Regions from separate parts of the Mus musculus genome. Here all the other regions are linked to region 1. Evidence: chromatin contacts called from public HiCAR-type, HiChIP or PLAC-seq and promoter capture Hi-C data. All regions are on one chromosome and are shown on one strand. The core of a region is the stretch at or near the end of the contact, and the rest is flanking DNA. Distances in the headings are between cores, read along the strand shown. Region 1 holds the start of Lactb2 (lactamase, beta 2). Region 2 holds the start of Eya1 (EYA transcriptional coactivator and phosphatase 1). Region 3 has its middle 31 kb from the start of Gm39592. Region 4 has its middle 25 kb from the start of Slco5a1.

Region 1 (3,805 bases), core at 613-3,112:
CTCTGTGGGCCTCCAAATCTGTTCTTGGCTCTTCTGTGATTGATTCTCAGCTGTGCCTGGATGTATGTCCAAAAGTCTGAGAAACCCACAGCCCTGGCCTCATCGCAGGCCCAGGGACCCCAGAACCAGTTCCAGCTTTCCCACATCTCAGACTGTGGTTTCCCACCCCTGAAGCTGTGTCTTGGTGCTTCCCTACAGCACTGCACCCATCCCACCAGCTGTAGACACAGTCAAACTCTCCAAGAGGCCATGCCCAGCGGACGCAGACCAACATATATCCATGCACTAGACTCCACTCAAGTAAGCATGCAGTCGCATACTTCACAGAGAAAGACAGCCTTACTGGGTTGTCCCAGACTGTCCACCCAGGTTTTTCTTCTACATAGTGAATTCAGTCTTGGTTGTGTGCCTCAGCATTTGCTGGAGGAGCCATATTCCTAAAAGGAGTAGGCTAAGGTAGTGAATACACTCTACATCTCTTTTGTGGTATATATTCATCATAATTTGATGGATATCTTAGGATCTGTGCATTTTCTTATAAGTAACTTATAACTAAAAATTTTAAAGTGGGAAGCAATGCTTAATACTTGCTGATTGGGAAAGGCAGAGAAAATTGGAAAAGACAGAGCAATTATATCACTTTCACCTTGGACACTAAACCAACCTATTTCCCTTGGCAAGGGTAGGATAGAGAGGAGATAAACAAGCCCCTCCACTCTGCGCAGATAGCACCATGTGCTCATGTAAAACAAGTGGAAGCAGAGCTTGGCTCTCCCAAACTCCAATTTACATTTATAAAATGGGGGGAAATTGTGCCTGTTAAGAGTTAAGAACTGCCGGGTGGTGGTGGCGCACGCCTTTAATCCCAGCACTTGGGAGGCAGAGGCAGGCATATTTCTGAGTTCAAGGCCAGCCTGGTCTACAAAGTGAGTTCCAGGACAGCCAGGGCTACACAGAGAAACCCTGTCTCGAAAAAAAAAAAAAAAGAGTTAAGAACTACGTGGGATTTTAAGAGTAGATAACTAATGGGGTTTGGGGCGATAGATCAGTTATTAAAGTGATTGCCTTATAAGCACGACAAGCAGAGGCTGATCCCCCAGAACCTATGTAAAAATGTGGGGCATGGTGTCTCATTTTTATAATGCCTGTACTGGGGAGATGGAGACATGGGAATCTCTGGGGCTGTCAACCGCTGGCCAGTCTGGCCTGGGTGGCAAGTCAACACTGGTGAAGGGTATGCACAGTTCCTGAGTCACCTGAAATTGTCAAATTGTCTTCTGGCCTCTGCAGATATGCACAGTCGCTTTTATTTTCTTTCTTTCTTTTCTTTACTTTTTTTTTTTTTTCCTGTTGTTGAGGATTAAAAAGTAATGTTCGGAGGTGGCCCTTGGCTAGACGCACACAGGTACAAGTAAGCATTGGTTGCCATCATTTATTGTAAAAGGTAAGCTATTCTTCAAATCACCAGCCTGCCATTCCTTCCTAAGTTGGTGACTCAGTAAATACTCCCCATACCTGCCTAGCTTGTGACCTTCCCTCCCCCACTTCTGGAGGTTAACTTCAATGAAGTAACTGCATTCTTCTTTATGGATATGTAAAGCTACTTGGAAACAAGGCTCAGAGACACAAGAAGCTCAGCGACGGAGCCGGCTGAGGCCAGTGCGGGCGGGTCAGGCCACCTCATGCCACAGTCACCGCGAACTCATCCCTCCACCCCACCCCCGTCACTTGGCTGACGGGCGTGCCAGCAAGTCGTAAGATAGTGGCCGCCAATCCGCTCCGGGCCACTGAGCGAAGTCCCACGTGATCCGCGCCGGGCCTGACGTCACGAGACCGCCGCCCTGCCCTCCGAGCCTGAGGTCGCAGCACGCTGAGTGACTTGGAATTCGGGTGCCGGCGGTCACCGAGGTAGATAGAGAGATGGCTGCCGCTCTGCAGCGCATCGAGCAGCTGTCCAGTCGGGTGGTGCGCGTGTTGGGCTGCAACCCGGGTCCCATGACCCTGCAAGGCACCAACACGTACCTGGTGGGGACCGGCAGCAGGTAAACGCCACCCCCGAGCCCCCGCAGCTCACGCAGTCACGTGGCAGGGAGGCAGCGAGAGGCCAGGCTAGCCCCCAGCGCGTCCCCGAGCTCTGCGGAGGACAGAGGGTGTAAGAAAAGCACAGGCTTCCCAAGTCTGACTCACAGTTTACTTGCTGTCTCGCTGCCCGCAGGTGGTGACCGAGTGAGTTTACCGTAGCCTGTGTGTTAGTGCACACTTGAAATCCAGTGTTTGGAACGCAGAGGCAGGAGGTCGCCCCCAGTACGAGGCCATCCTAGGCTACATAGCCACTTTCAGGCTTGGTTGGGTCATATAACTAGGCCCTTAAAAGTTTACTGTAAGCAATTGACTATACTAAATCCAGTCTCTTACAGTAGAGGGCAGAATTTGCTTCTAGTTCAACCGGAGTCTAAACCCGACAGAGCAACCCAGCCTGTGGGTAGGAGAAACTAACTCTTGCTTTTTCTACTAATCGTGTATGACAAGCATATCTTGTTTGCGTTTAAAGTCTCTATTATATTAACTCTTCTAGAGTAAAGGATATTTACAAGCATCGGACTCTAAAAGTAGACATAAAAGGTTTAGCCCAGAGTGAATCAGGCCAGGGGAAAGTACGGGACCTTTAGGCTTCCGGCATGCTTTTAGCAGCAGAGTGCCTAACCTCTAGAGTATGGTCTGAGCCCAGGACAATCTCTTCGATGTGCCACTTTAAACCCATTCTGAAGTCAGCACCTAAGCCGGAAATTGCAAATAGTCTGAATAACCCTGGAGAATGCCCTGCTGGAGTTTGCTGTATGGTTCCAGGACATTCAACACAGCCTGCTTTTCTTCGAGGGTTAAAATAGATGGCTGGTTTCTATGCAAACTGGATGAAGAAGTTACTAAGATGAACAGTTGCTAAGCACAAATGTTCACTGGAATCATATATTGTACTTAAGTAATAGTTTTATTTTTATAGGCTCTTTAGGTAGTAAGTAATGGTAAAATAATTAACGTGCAGATGATGCTACTCAAACTAAAGGGTGATTAGAAACAAATATTAACTGGGTCCAAAGCAGATGTTCAAGACTTGTGTCCACTGCTCCGCATCACAAAAAGGTCTAAGATGATAGGTGGCACTATATCATTGAACTCATTTTTACACTTCTGTTTCTGCTAACTTTGGGGCTCATTGGCCAATCCCTCCTTGCTGACACAACATCCTCTCTAGCTGCTGGTCTCTCATTCTCCATCTTTATCAGAGTTTTGTACTTCTCTAAATGCAATCCTAACTTCATGCTATTCAGTTACAGTTGTGTGTCATGCATGCGTATGTGTGTGTGCAAGTGAGTGTGTATGTGTGTGTGTGTGTGTTTTCTTAACTCTCCCCCATTACCTGTGCTCTTCAGACTGAACCCTACTAAAGTGAAGCACAGGCCTTCCTGAGTTGATCTTATAAACAGAACCATCACTGTATTTGAGCAAACAAAACGCTTAAACACTCCTTAACATTTTTCTCCTCCTGGCACACATCCAAGCCATCTTGGCAATGTGGTTTTGACTTCTATTAACCCATTCAGTTCTTGCATAGATGTCTGCACTAACCTCCTAACTGGGTTACCTGCCTCTGCTTTTATCCCTCAGCCCATTCTCCCAAAGGCAGCCATCTTGTTCACCCTCTGGCCCAGCCATGCAGCCTTCCTAGTGTCCCAGATGAGGCATATTTCGCCCTCCAGACTTTAAGTTCTCTTCCGATTTTTTCCACTTCACTCACTCTTTAGAG
Region 2 (3,462 bases), core at 115-2,614, 650 kb before region 1:
TGCAACAGAAAACTCCATAATAGACTTTGTTTTTTCTGCACATGCACTTTGGTATGTTGAATAACTGATCCTTCTGGTCTGAGAGAGTGCTGTAGGAGGTAACGTAACTATGTCAGCTGCATATATGATCCAATAGCAATCAACTGTTTTTTTGACCTGGCTTCCCAAATATGGTAGATACCTAGCTCATGGTTCCTTGCTGGTGCTGAACAAGATGAAATCCTAGGTGAGTTTGAAGTCCCAGCTGCCTCTTAGGTTTGACAAAGTGCTCCTTTGCAAGGAATTTAGACTGGCATCCTTTCTAGGAGGGGAAGGGAGAACTCCTGTTTGGAATTTTGGTCCTTAGAACCATTTAGTTGGGTTTTGTTTGCATCATCTGAAGGTGCTTTCGTTTCCTAATTGGCAGAGTTAAGGTAGGACCCATCTATCTCCTCTATTAGTTGATGTGAAGTTACTGTGATGTAAAAACATGTTCATACCAAGGTGAGAAATTAAAATAAGGAGACTTTTTTTTTAATAAAAAGAGCACATAGAATAGAAATATTGGTGATGATAAAAATACCTTCTTAAAATGCATATCCAGACTTAATTTCAGAGTGAGTGTTAGTTTGCATTTGCATTTAAACTGTGATATAGGACCGACAAAATATTAACCCATATAAGGAGACGCCTTCTTTCAAGATTACAAATTATCATAATGGCTAAACCCTTGACTTGGATAAAACATAGTTTGTTAACTGAAGCTCAGCTCCTAGGTGTCACCGAACGAACGCCTAACTCATAGATTCTGAATTAAGGTTGTGAGTTTTTAAAAGGATAAGTTGCAAAGCAAGTTCCAGACTAAACGAATCTCTTCTCAAGACCCATTTAAAAATGTTAATGGTGAAATATTATCTGGGTCCTAGCCAAAGAACTGAAGCCTTTGGCCTCCTAGCAACCCTTGCAGAATCCTCCGCCAGGCTTTCATTGTTAAGCTGCTAATAGCTAACACGTTTGCCCATTCTCCCTCTACTTCATAGAAACAGCTTTTTTTTTTTAAATCTTCTCCAGACCTGTAAGTAGGTAGGTACTTTAGGAAAAAGTGTTAAAAGTATCCGTTCTCCTAAGTTTCAGGTCCTCAAAAAAAATTTTAAAAAAAGTATTGAAAAAGTGTAAAAGATAACATGCAACTACTCCCCAAAGATCTTAATTGGGAGCTACTGGCGCGGGAGGATGTGTGTGTGTTGACAGAGGTTCCCACAAGTTCTTCCCCCACAGCTGTTTATTCAGATATCATGGGGCGCGTCATTTACATAATAAATTTTTTTTTAAAGCAGCGAGGTTGAGTCAGACCAAGCTCTGCTCCTCTCAATTGTTGCATTTAAACCAATAAGGTTAGGACAAGAGACTAGCTGTGGTTTGCGTTGCAAAAACAAAACAAAACAAAAAGCCCCGAGGCTTCGTGGGCAGACCTACAAGGCTGCGCAAACAAATCGGGGGATGAGATTTTGCTGTTTCTTTGTCTAGGCGTCTCAGATGCTATCTGCCGCTGCCGTTCGCTGGGGCGCAAAGCCGTTCCCAAACAGACCGCGGCGAGCTGATGGCTCCGAGCTTGCGGCGAGGTAGCGAGTGTGCAGGGCCACTTCCGACTGGAAGCCTTCCTGTGGCGGTGCGCGGTGGCGGGGTCCTTCCTGGGGAAGGCGATCGCGCTCAGTCGCTCCACAGCCCGAGCCTGCAGCAGCGCCCGGGCGCAGTCCCCGGGAGCCGGGCAATCCCCGGCCTCTGCGCTCCGCTGCCAGCCGCGTCACAGCGCCTCTGAGAGCTCCCGGGTCCCCGTGTTCCTGCACAGCAGCCAAACTATGTCAGGAATGGAGGTCTGCTAACACAGAAAACTCCAAGGAGCACACTAAACCGGTGGAGGCAGCAGATGTGAGCGCTGTAAGTACAAGCTGGTGTTTGAAAAACTGTAATGACCAAGTACTACTTACTGTCTGGTGGGCAAAGCCCGAGATAACTGGAGAGCCTTTATTAGGGTTTTGGTTTGTTTTCAAAGAAAAAAAGCACTGTGGCTTGGGGAAAACAATAACACTGTTTCTGGGACTTTAGAAGCCGCTGGGTTCCGTCGTAAAATTGTAATCTTTACCCTCCAAATGATCGGAGCCATTAGGATCATTAAAGGATCATTGCAAATTAACTACTTTTGTTCTGATTTTTATAGATAAGTAGAACACTAGGTAATATTCTCAGACGGGGGAATTATTTCATATCTTTTCTTAATTGCTGCACTAGCCCCAGAATATTGAGTGGTATTGAACAGGGTTATATCCATACATAGATGTATAGGTACGAAAGGTATACTTAGTGGTATTTATTACACAGATCACTTTTTCTACGGCTAGGTTGATAAATGAGGAAAGGTTTACAACGGAAAACTCAGCAGATGAACAACGAGCTGATAACTATGTTTTCAAGAAGGACACCTTTTTGTTCCAAAGCAAATTTATCAAAGACTTTACTAAGCAGGCTCATCTTCAGTATTCGATACAATAAGCCTTTGGTCCCTTAAAGTATTTGTCCCTCTCTGGCCCTTTTTGTGATTTGAATGCACTTGGAAGCTAAACTCCAGATTTTGAAACTTTTGAATATTCGTGTAAAGCACGGCCCTTCAAAATCAGTATTTGAATTGCTAACAACTCATAGGCTTACACTCTTGGGAGGAATTTTGAAGACATTTAAGCATAACGTTTGCAATAATTCAATACATTATGAACTGTCATTGAGTTTAGACAAGTGTTTTTAAGTTTCATTTCTTAAGATGGCCAGGGGTATAGAAACTTGTTAGCTGGGAATCATGGTGTGTAGCTGTATAGGTTTGAAGTTGTCTTTCTAATGTCTTTCAGAGAAGGTTTTATTTTATGCTTGTGAGAGTCTTTCCCCCGCTCTGTTTAGAGTTTGGGGACATGCACACAGGAATAGTCATGCCTTCATATGATCAAACATTTAATATTTGACTTTCTCGATGCTTGAGTTCTCCTAAGGCCCAAAGTGTTTAGTAAGTAAGCAAGCAGCTGTGGATTTTCAGCCTTTGAAAACTCTTTGTGGTGACAGACATAGAAGTCTAATTGAGCCACCGTTCAGTTCAACTTTTAAGTGCCAAATAAAGTCAGCTGCTCTGTGAGTTTCACAGGCATGATAAATGATTTTTTGAAAAAGAAAATTTCCACTGGAGTGTGAAAATGTATTTCCTAAGAATACAATGGGAAAAAAAGAGGTCCTTGCAGCAGGAACAGAATCTTTTTATCATATAACCAAAAGTATTTCAGTCAACATTGTCAATAAATGCTGATTTTGAAAACAGTCCTTTCCTTTTTAAAGCTGAAGACAGGAATGATGTGTTCCAAACACTTGTTCGTTTTTGGTTTCAGAAGAATTATGTTTTCTCGGTTTCTTTAAAGGAGATAATTAAAAAAGCTGTATAGAATA
Region 3 (3,322 bases), core at 82-2,581, 590 kb after region 1:
AGGGAGGGAGGGAGGGGACGAGGAGTAAAGGAAGCAGGAGCATCATTGATTAGGATGCAGGAATTTTGTAGAGTGCACAAGAACTGAACTTCTCCAAACACAGACATTAAAAGGCCTGAGGTAGAGGGCACTTACATGCCTAAGCAGATAGATGGAGAGAGAAGAAGAGAAGCAGGAAAGATGGAGCAAAGAAGAGGTAAGGAGGGGGGAGACAGACAGACAGACTCAGAGACACAGAAATTAATTGAGAATCATGATCTTTGTTTGAATCTTGAGCTTATGCCAAGTTTCCCCAGGAATTCTCTGTGGACTAATAAAAATGTTTATCTTATAACCACTGTATTAAACTGCATTGGTTTAAGAATAAAATCTGATGTTAGATTTTGGCATTCAATAGACTCTGTCAGTTAATCATTTCTTTAAAGGAGAAATCACTGCGCACAAATGCCCCCTGTCTCCTTTGTGGTCTTATCAATCCATTCATTGACTTCTGTGTCATGGAAAAGGGTCAGGCGAGCTTTCGGGAGTATATAGACCCACTTAGCTAATAACACACACATCAAGCTTTAGGAAAGACCCGGCCTACGCCCGGAGAACTAGCAAACCTAATTAGTTGGTGTTAAAATACCTGTAGTTTCTGAGCAAAGATTAGCATTAGATTAGCAGGTTGGAGTCTGAGGGAGGGGGTAAGTTTTGAAACCCTCCAGGGGTTTTCCGAGGTCTTTGCCTAATTGTACTTGCCTGAAGGTGCTGCGGGACCCTGGGGACGAGCTCTCTGTGCTCTTGGAGATCTACTTAGCTTAAAATGAAGCACTCAGCCCACCTTTGGAACAAAGAAAAGCACCACTTTGTAACTGTTCCATCCCTATTGTCTGCTTGCAAATTCACTCCCCCCTGCCCCCCCCTCGAAAGATAGAATACATGACTAAAAAGTTTTTTGTTAAGTAAATTTGCAAATTACTTAACAAAAAACTTAACTGTATGTCGGGGGAGAAGTTTGGGGTTTTGTTTGCTTGTTGTTTTTAGATTTTCGTACTTTTTGTTTGTTCTTTTTTTTTTTTTTTTTTTTTTTTTTTTTAAAGATTGAGTGCAGCAAGGTAGCATAGTAGAACTCACCTTATCTGGAAAAAGAAGCCATTAAAACATTTTAAATTTACTAGCCATTCAGTAGCAGACTAATCAAGGGGGAAAATACAGAAGCATTTGTGGGGTTGTTAATGCTAGTAAGTAGAGATGGAAATTACTACCGTCTTTAATTTGTAGAGATAAAACTGCCCAAGGATGGGCTGGCAAGTCTCTCCTCCACAACTGAGCACATATATGTTGTCTTGTTAGTTACGGAGCCCAGAGGATGCAGGAGATCATGAGTCTGAATACAGCAGAATCTCCACACAGTAACTCTGTTAGCTTGCTTGCTTGCTTGGTTAGCTTCTCAAGACAGAGTCTCATTATATAGGTTGCACACCAGGCTGACCTTGAACTCACAGAGATCCACCTGCCATTGCCTCCCTTGTGCTGGAATCGAAGGCCAGCTCCACTGCTGCCCTGTGGGCCTTGTTTGTTTGTTTTTAATTGGTTCTGTTTTCTTTTGGGTGTTTTGTTTGTCTGTTTTTCAGGCAAGTCCTTCCTCTACCCTGCTGGCCTTGAACCTGCTACAATTCAGGCTTGTGTTACTTCTTCCAGGTTAATGCAGTGCTGGGGCTAAACCCTATGGTGACTGCTGTGTCCCTGGAGTTAAAGACCCATTCCTATGGGACTCATTTTTCTTACTTCTTGGCTATGTTTGGACTGTGTCAAAAATAGTCTGTCATTCATAACTTATTTTGATTTTTTTTTTTTTTTTTTGTATAAAGAGGTGAGATGAAGCATCAAATAACATCAACCTTGCAAGGCAGATTGCAAGCTCTACTTCAGCCTGTTGCTCCCTTGATCTTCATCCCTAGGATTAGGGGCTGGTGGTTCTACAGGACACATTTCAAAGACTCCTGGCTGTCTGCTGGGTGTTGTTTAGAGGGCAAGTGTGAAAAGTATCCTTTGACATTCCTATTTTAGCTCTGTGCTCTCATCTTGGGCCTGTCATTCTATCAGTGAGTGTGAGACTTTAGGGGAGCTTCCCAATTAGGAAGCTTCATGGTCACCTCTGTGGAGCAGAGAGATGGCTGGGAGAAACAAAGTAGACTGAAGAGACTGAGAAAAAATAGCCAGCTGTGCCTATTGTGCTAAATGGGGCTGTGCATTATTACGGAGATGTAGTAGATCATATATATATATATATATATATATTTGTTATATGTAAGTACACTGTAGCTGTCTTCAGACACTCCAGAAGATGGCGTCAGATTTCATTACAAATGGTTGTGAGCCACCATGTGGTTTGAACTCAGGACCTTTGGAAGAGCAGTCAGCACTCCTAACCGCTGAGCCATCTCACCAGCCCCGTAGTAGATCTTCTATATGAAAGCTACATCTCAGTATTAAAGAACTTCTGGGACCTTGGAGGCTCTTTTTCAACAGAGAGGATACCGTCAGCCTTTAGAAAAGAAACTACCCAAGATCCCATGCTATGGCAGCTCTGGGGTGGGCTGGCAGGTCTATCTGGCTCCGTTGCTGGTCACATGCTTGCTGTGTGATCACATGATCCACAGCCCTTTCCTCTGTCTGTCATACCTCAATGAATCTCTCATCCCCCATGACCCTCAGGGTGGGCGAGGAGTTAGGAAACTGGGAGAAGAGGCCTGATTGTCAAAGAGGCCACTGAAAACTTTCAAATGCTGTGTGTGTGTGTCTGTGTATTTGAGACAGGGTCAAATGTGAGCTTACCTGGTCCCCAAAGTGAGGGACAACTAATGAGAATAAATACCTTTAGTTGTACCTTTGTGGCCTAAGGTTAACAAAAGCTAAAAGGTGAACAGGTTTAACAAGTGTGGTTATCTGTCTCCTGTTCCAAGCAACAACTTGAGTCCTGGGCCACACTGTAGAGTCTTCAGCTAGCTGACTGCTGGGGTAAACTGTGGTGCAAGGCAGTTAGTTCTTCCTTGATTAGCTCGGCCGTCCTGCAGCCTAACTCGACAAAAGTCTCAAGGAACACAGATTAGGGGCATCTACGGCTTGTTCTTCTTCACTCTGGTCTCTACTCTTTCTCTGGCAGGTAAGAATTCTGCCAGTGACACCCCCAACCCCTGCCGTGTACAGGGGTCATTCTTAGAGAGGGTGGCCCTAACCTTACCGACCAACAGAAGTGATTCCCCAGTCCAGGAGAAGCCCCTTTCCTTGGCTGTCCTGGGCCTGTGGTAATGTCTGCTGCTAACACTGTGAGTACTTG
Region 4 (3,554 bases), core at 529-3,028, 640 kb after region 1:
AAAGGAGTGTAGCTATTAATGTTGAAACTGTGAACCGGTTCAAGTTAGCAGTTTCCCTGGTGTCTGAAGATAGCAAGTGTCTAGGAGTTTTAAAGTATTTTAATTTTAAAGTGAGTTGACTGTAGTACCTTGAAAAGATTATTAATTTTTGTAAGTTAAGACAGGACCCCATGATGAAGCCTAGGCTGGCCCTCTCTGCTGCTCTAGTGTTGGAACTATAGGCAGGAGCACCGTACATACATCCTGGGAGAGTTAAGAGAAATCAATTGCATATAGGAAGAAAAGATTAAAAAAGGAAGAAAAGGAATGTGTGTGTGTGAATGAATAGGATATCGAGAAGAGGAGGCTGAAGGGATTGCGTCACTGAGACAACGGGGACAGGGGAGCATGTTCATGTCCTAGCTGAGGGACACTCAGCAGCTCAAGGTCAACCTTGGCTACAGGCAGTTTGAAGTTAACCTGGGCTACATGAAACCAGGCCTCAACAAAAGAAAAAAAAGTTTTTTAAAAAGAATACAATTAAGGGACCAATCATTTACAGTAGATGAAAAAGTAAGATGCTTTAAAAATTAGAAGTGTCTTCAAGATCTAAAATAAAAGTAGTGAAAGTCTAGAACTACTGAAATAAAGAGGGAAGCCTGAAAGTGAGATTATGAAAGGTTTAAAAAAAGTGAGGCAGTTGAGAAGGGAATACTTCTTTTTTAAAAAGTGTCAGTGGGGCTGGAGAGTTGGCTCAGTGGTTAAGGGCACGGACTGTTCTTCCAGAGGTCCTGAGTTTGATTCCCAGCAAACACATAGTGGCTCACAGCCATCTGTAACGGGATCTGATGCCCTCTTCTGGTGTGTCTGAAGACTCACATACATAAAATCAATAAGTAAGTCTTCTAAAAAGAAGTGTGAGAATAAAGGAGAAGCTTGAATAGTCTTTGAAAGAACTAAAGACTGCAGGTAGCACACACCAGTGGTCCTAAGCTACCAAACAACCAACAAACCACCCTCCAGAATATCTGACTTGTTAATAGTCAAGCATGACTCCTTTGTGACACTTTTTTGATGTATGGAGAGTACCAATCATGAGTTTTCAGTGACATACAAAATATCTTACTAAATGATTAGAGAAATAAAATAAAAATATCTTTAAGTGATGTATAGTAAAAGATGCTTAGGCCTTTGCCACCAACCCTCCAAAAGGCATGTGGTAGAAGGAGAGACCTGACTCCCACAAGTTGTCCTCTACCGCCACAGGCAAGTGCATGTAACTGACCACAGCTATGCGAACCGGGTTCCTGAAAGGGAAGCTGGGGCTGCATGGGAGAAAATGGTGAGAGAAATAAGGAGAGCAAGACAAAGATACTGATCAAGGCCCAAAGTTTACTTAAGAGTCTGAATTTATAAAGGGTGGGGGGATCCTTTCCCTCACCACGCCAGGATCTTGTTTCCTCAGGATAGCCTCTCAGCAGGTAGCGGTGTCTTGGAGAAAAAAACGGCAGAGGTGGCAGAACAATAGGCCTATCTAGGTCAGAAGACTCCACCCTAGGTGGTCTTGTTCACAGTGGTAGAACAGGTCTGAGCCAGCCTGCTCAAGGCTGGGGGAGGCTACAAGTGCACACAAGCATAGATAAGTTAAAAAAATTACTAACTTTATGTATTCTGAATAAAAAAACACATGAATAATCTATGTGTGGGTGATTGGCCTGCAAGCATATCTGTGCATACATGGTGTCTAAAGAGGTCTGAAGAGGATGTTGGGTCTCCTGGAACTGGAGTTACAGATGATCATGAGAGTGCTAGGAGCTGCGTCTGGATCCTCTGCAAGATTAGCTGGTGTTCTTATCTCGCCCAAGCTAGTATCTCGCCGGCAAGAATTCACTCGGACAACCGGATCCTTCTATGGCAAAGCTTTTATTGCTTACTTCTCAGGAACACCCCGAACCCGGAAAATGGCGCTGCTTATATAGCCCACAGCGTGACGTTTCAGCACCTGATGTGACAGCACCTGATTAGTTTCTCGCCCATCACCCCATTACTACACCCCGAGATGGGCAGTGACTGGGCGTGAATTCACTCTTGCACTTGCGCACAAGGCTTGTTTACTAGTTAGGCACAGTGGAAGCCAGCGCCATCTTATAATGGCGATTGCTCACGGCACGGCTCTCCACACTCTTAACTGCGGAGCTATCTCTCCAGCCTCCTTCTCACCTTCTCTTCTAAAGGCAGGGTCTCATCATGGGGCCCTGGATGTGCTAGAATTTGATATGTAGACCAGTCTGTCCTAGAACTCACAGCTGCCTGCCTTTGCCTCCTGAGAGCTGGGATTAAAGGTGTATGCCACGATGTCTGGTAGGAATACTTTTCCAGGTATAGTTTGTAAATGTGAAATTTTTGTTTGATTTTGTGATTGTCACAACATCATGGATGTGTATTATGATAAATCTTTCTGTTGTTTTTGTTTTGTGATGAGATTATAGAAGATGCCAGTCCATACAAGCAGTGGCATTCAAGCCTTTATATCTCTATAATGGGCAAAAGGATGATGTTATTAGGTCTTGCCTAGAAGAGAGCTTTCTAGAGGACCACAAGGCTGCTTAGCAAGTGCTTGGCACTTGCTCCAAAGCCCAAAGACCTGAGTTTAACCATTGAGTTGCCCATGAGAGAAGGAGAAAAATGACTTCTGCCAGTTATCCTCTGACTTCTATATACACAGTGTTTTAACACGTGTACTCACACACAGAAATGATAAGTAAAATGAAAAAAAATTAAGGGTTGATTTAAAGTATATTATTGAAATAGTCTTATTAAATACTTGAAAAAATCACTGGTTTTTCTATACCAACTTAAATATAAATTTACGAACTAAAAGACAAAAAACTTAAAACTTAAAAATTTATCCTGTGTGTAGAGAAAATTTTCATAGCTACTGGGTTTTGTGTCATATGAAATATGTGCGTATCTCCTCTCTCTCTCTTCATATATATACATATATATATATATATATATATACATATATATGTTATTGTATTGGGATGATAAAGTTGCTACTCAATATTAATTCACTTTGTGGGCTAGAGAGATGGCTCAGAGGTTAAGAGTACTACTGACTGTTCTTCCAAATGTCCTGAGTTCAAATCCCAGCAACCACATGGTGGCTCACAACCATCTGTGATGGGATCAGATGCCCTCTTCTGGTGTGTCCAAAGACAGAGATAGTGTATGCATATACAATAAATAAATAAATATTTTTTAAAAATTACATTTTGTTAAAATGTACATTATAATGCTACTATTATTATTATTTTTGGATTTTCGAGACAGGGTTTCTCTGTGTAGCGTTGGATGGCCAACATCCTCGAACTCATTCTGCACACCAGGCTGGCCTCAAACTCCTAAGATTTTGAGACCCACCTGCCTTTGCCTCCTAAATACTGCTACCACCCTGCCCAGTACATTATAAAATCATTTAGACAAAACACTAGGATTATGCACAAATATGTGACTTTAGATTTAGAGCATCTATGCTCATTAGATCATTGGACTCAATATTTATCCTTGTAACA

The links. Promoter capture Hi-C pulls out the DNA fragments that hold promoters and counts their contacts. HiCAR-type assays count read pairs that join an accessible place to other places. HiChIP or PLAC-seq counts read pairs in DNA pulled down with a chosen protein or histone mark.
Region 2: an H3K27ac HiChIP or PLAC-seq map of embryonic stem cells shows a contact between it and region 1, with 2.8 times the contacts expected there. The contact joins the promoter of Eya1 here to the promoter of Lactb2 in region 1. A contact is called at or near these places in 1 of 39 promoter capture datasets (pre-B cells), 2 of 484 Hi-C or Micro-C datasets (embryonic stem cells and muscle stem cells), 1 of 115 datasets of contacts at active chromatin or transcription factors (embryonic stem cells) and 1 of 9 other capture datasets (macrophages).
Region 3: a contact with region 1 is called in a HiCAR-type map of embryonic stem cells, with 5 times the contacts expected there. The contact joins the enhancer-like site here to the promoter of Lactb2 in region 1. A contact is called at or near these places in 3 of 39 promoter capture datasets (the 3T3-L1 cell line, cranial neural crest and frontonasal cranial neural crest), 1 of 484 Hi-C or Micro-C datasets (embryonic stem cells) and 5 of 115 datasets of contacts at active chromatin or transcription factors (astrocytes, bone marrow-derived macrophages, embryonic basal ganglia and 1 more).
Region 4: a promoter capture Hi-C map of embryonic stem cells shows a contact between it and region 1, with 2.3 times the contacts expected there. The contact joins the enhancer-like site here to the promoter of Lactb2 in region 1. A contact is called at or near these places in 5 of 39 promoter capture datasets (the 3T3-L1 cell line, cranial neural crest, embryonic stem cells and 2 more), 4 of 115 datasets of contacts at active chromatin or transcription factors (bone marrow-derived macrophages, embryonic stem cells, large pre-B cells and 1 more) and 2 of 9 other capture datasets (embryonic stem cells and liver).

The regions. Positions count from the first base shown.
Region 1 is chr1:13,658,566-13,662,370 of GRCm38.p6, reverse strand. Lactb2 (lactamase, beta 2) reads left to right here and starts at 1,862. Exons shown (of 7, transcript NM_145381.2): 1 at 1,862-2,042. The coding sequence starts at 1,921.
Region 2 is chr1:14,308,101-14,311,562 of GRCm38.p6, reverse strand. It overlaps Eya1 (EYA transcriptional coactivator and phosphatase 1), which reads left to right and starts at 1,364. Exons shown (of 18, transcript NM_001310459.1): 1 at 1,364-1,917.
Region 3 is chr1:13,072,195-13,075,516 of GRCm38.p6, reverse strand. No RefSeq gene overlaps it. Among named protein-coding and RNA genes, the nearest start is that of Gm39592, 31 kb to the left of the region's middle. Within about 2 kb of position 1,331, at least 13 of the 459 cell types and tissues checked have an H3K27ac peak or open chromatin away from gene starts, as enhancers often do. A contact at or near this core is called in embryonic stem cells, where this site is marked.
Region 4 is chr1:13,013,920-13,017,473 of GRCm38.p6, reverse strand. No RefSeq gene overlaps it. Among named protein-coding and RNA genes, the nearest start is that of Slco5a1, 25 kb to the right of the region's middle. Within about 2 kb of position 1,778, at least 5 of the 459 cell types and tissues checked have an H3K27ac peak or open chromatin away from gene starts, as enhancers often do. A contact at or near this core is called in embryonic stem cells, where this site is marked.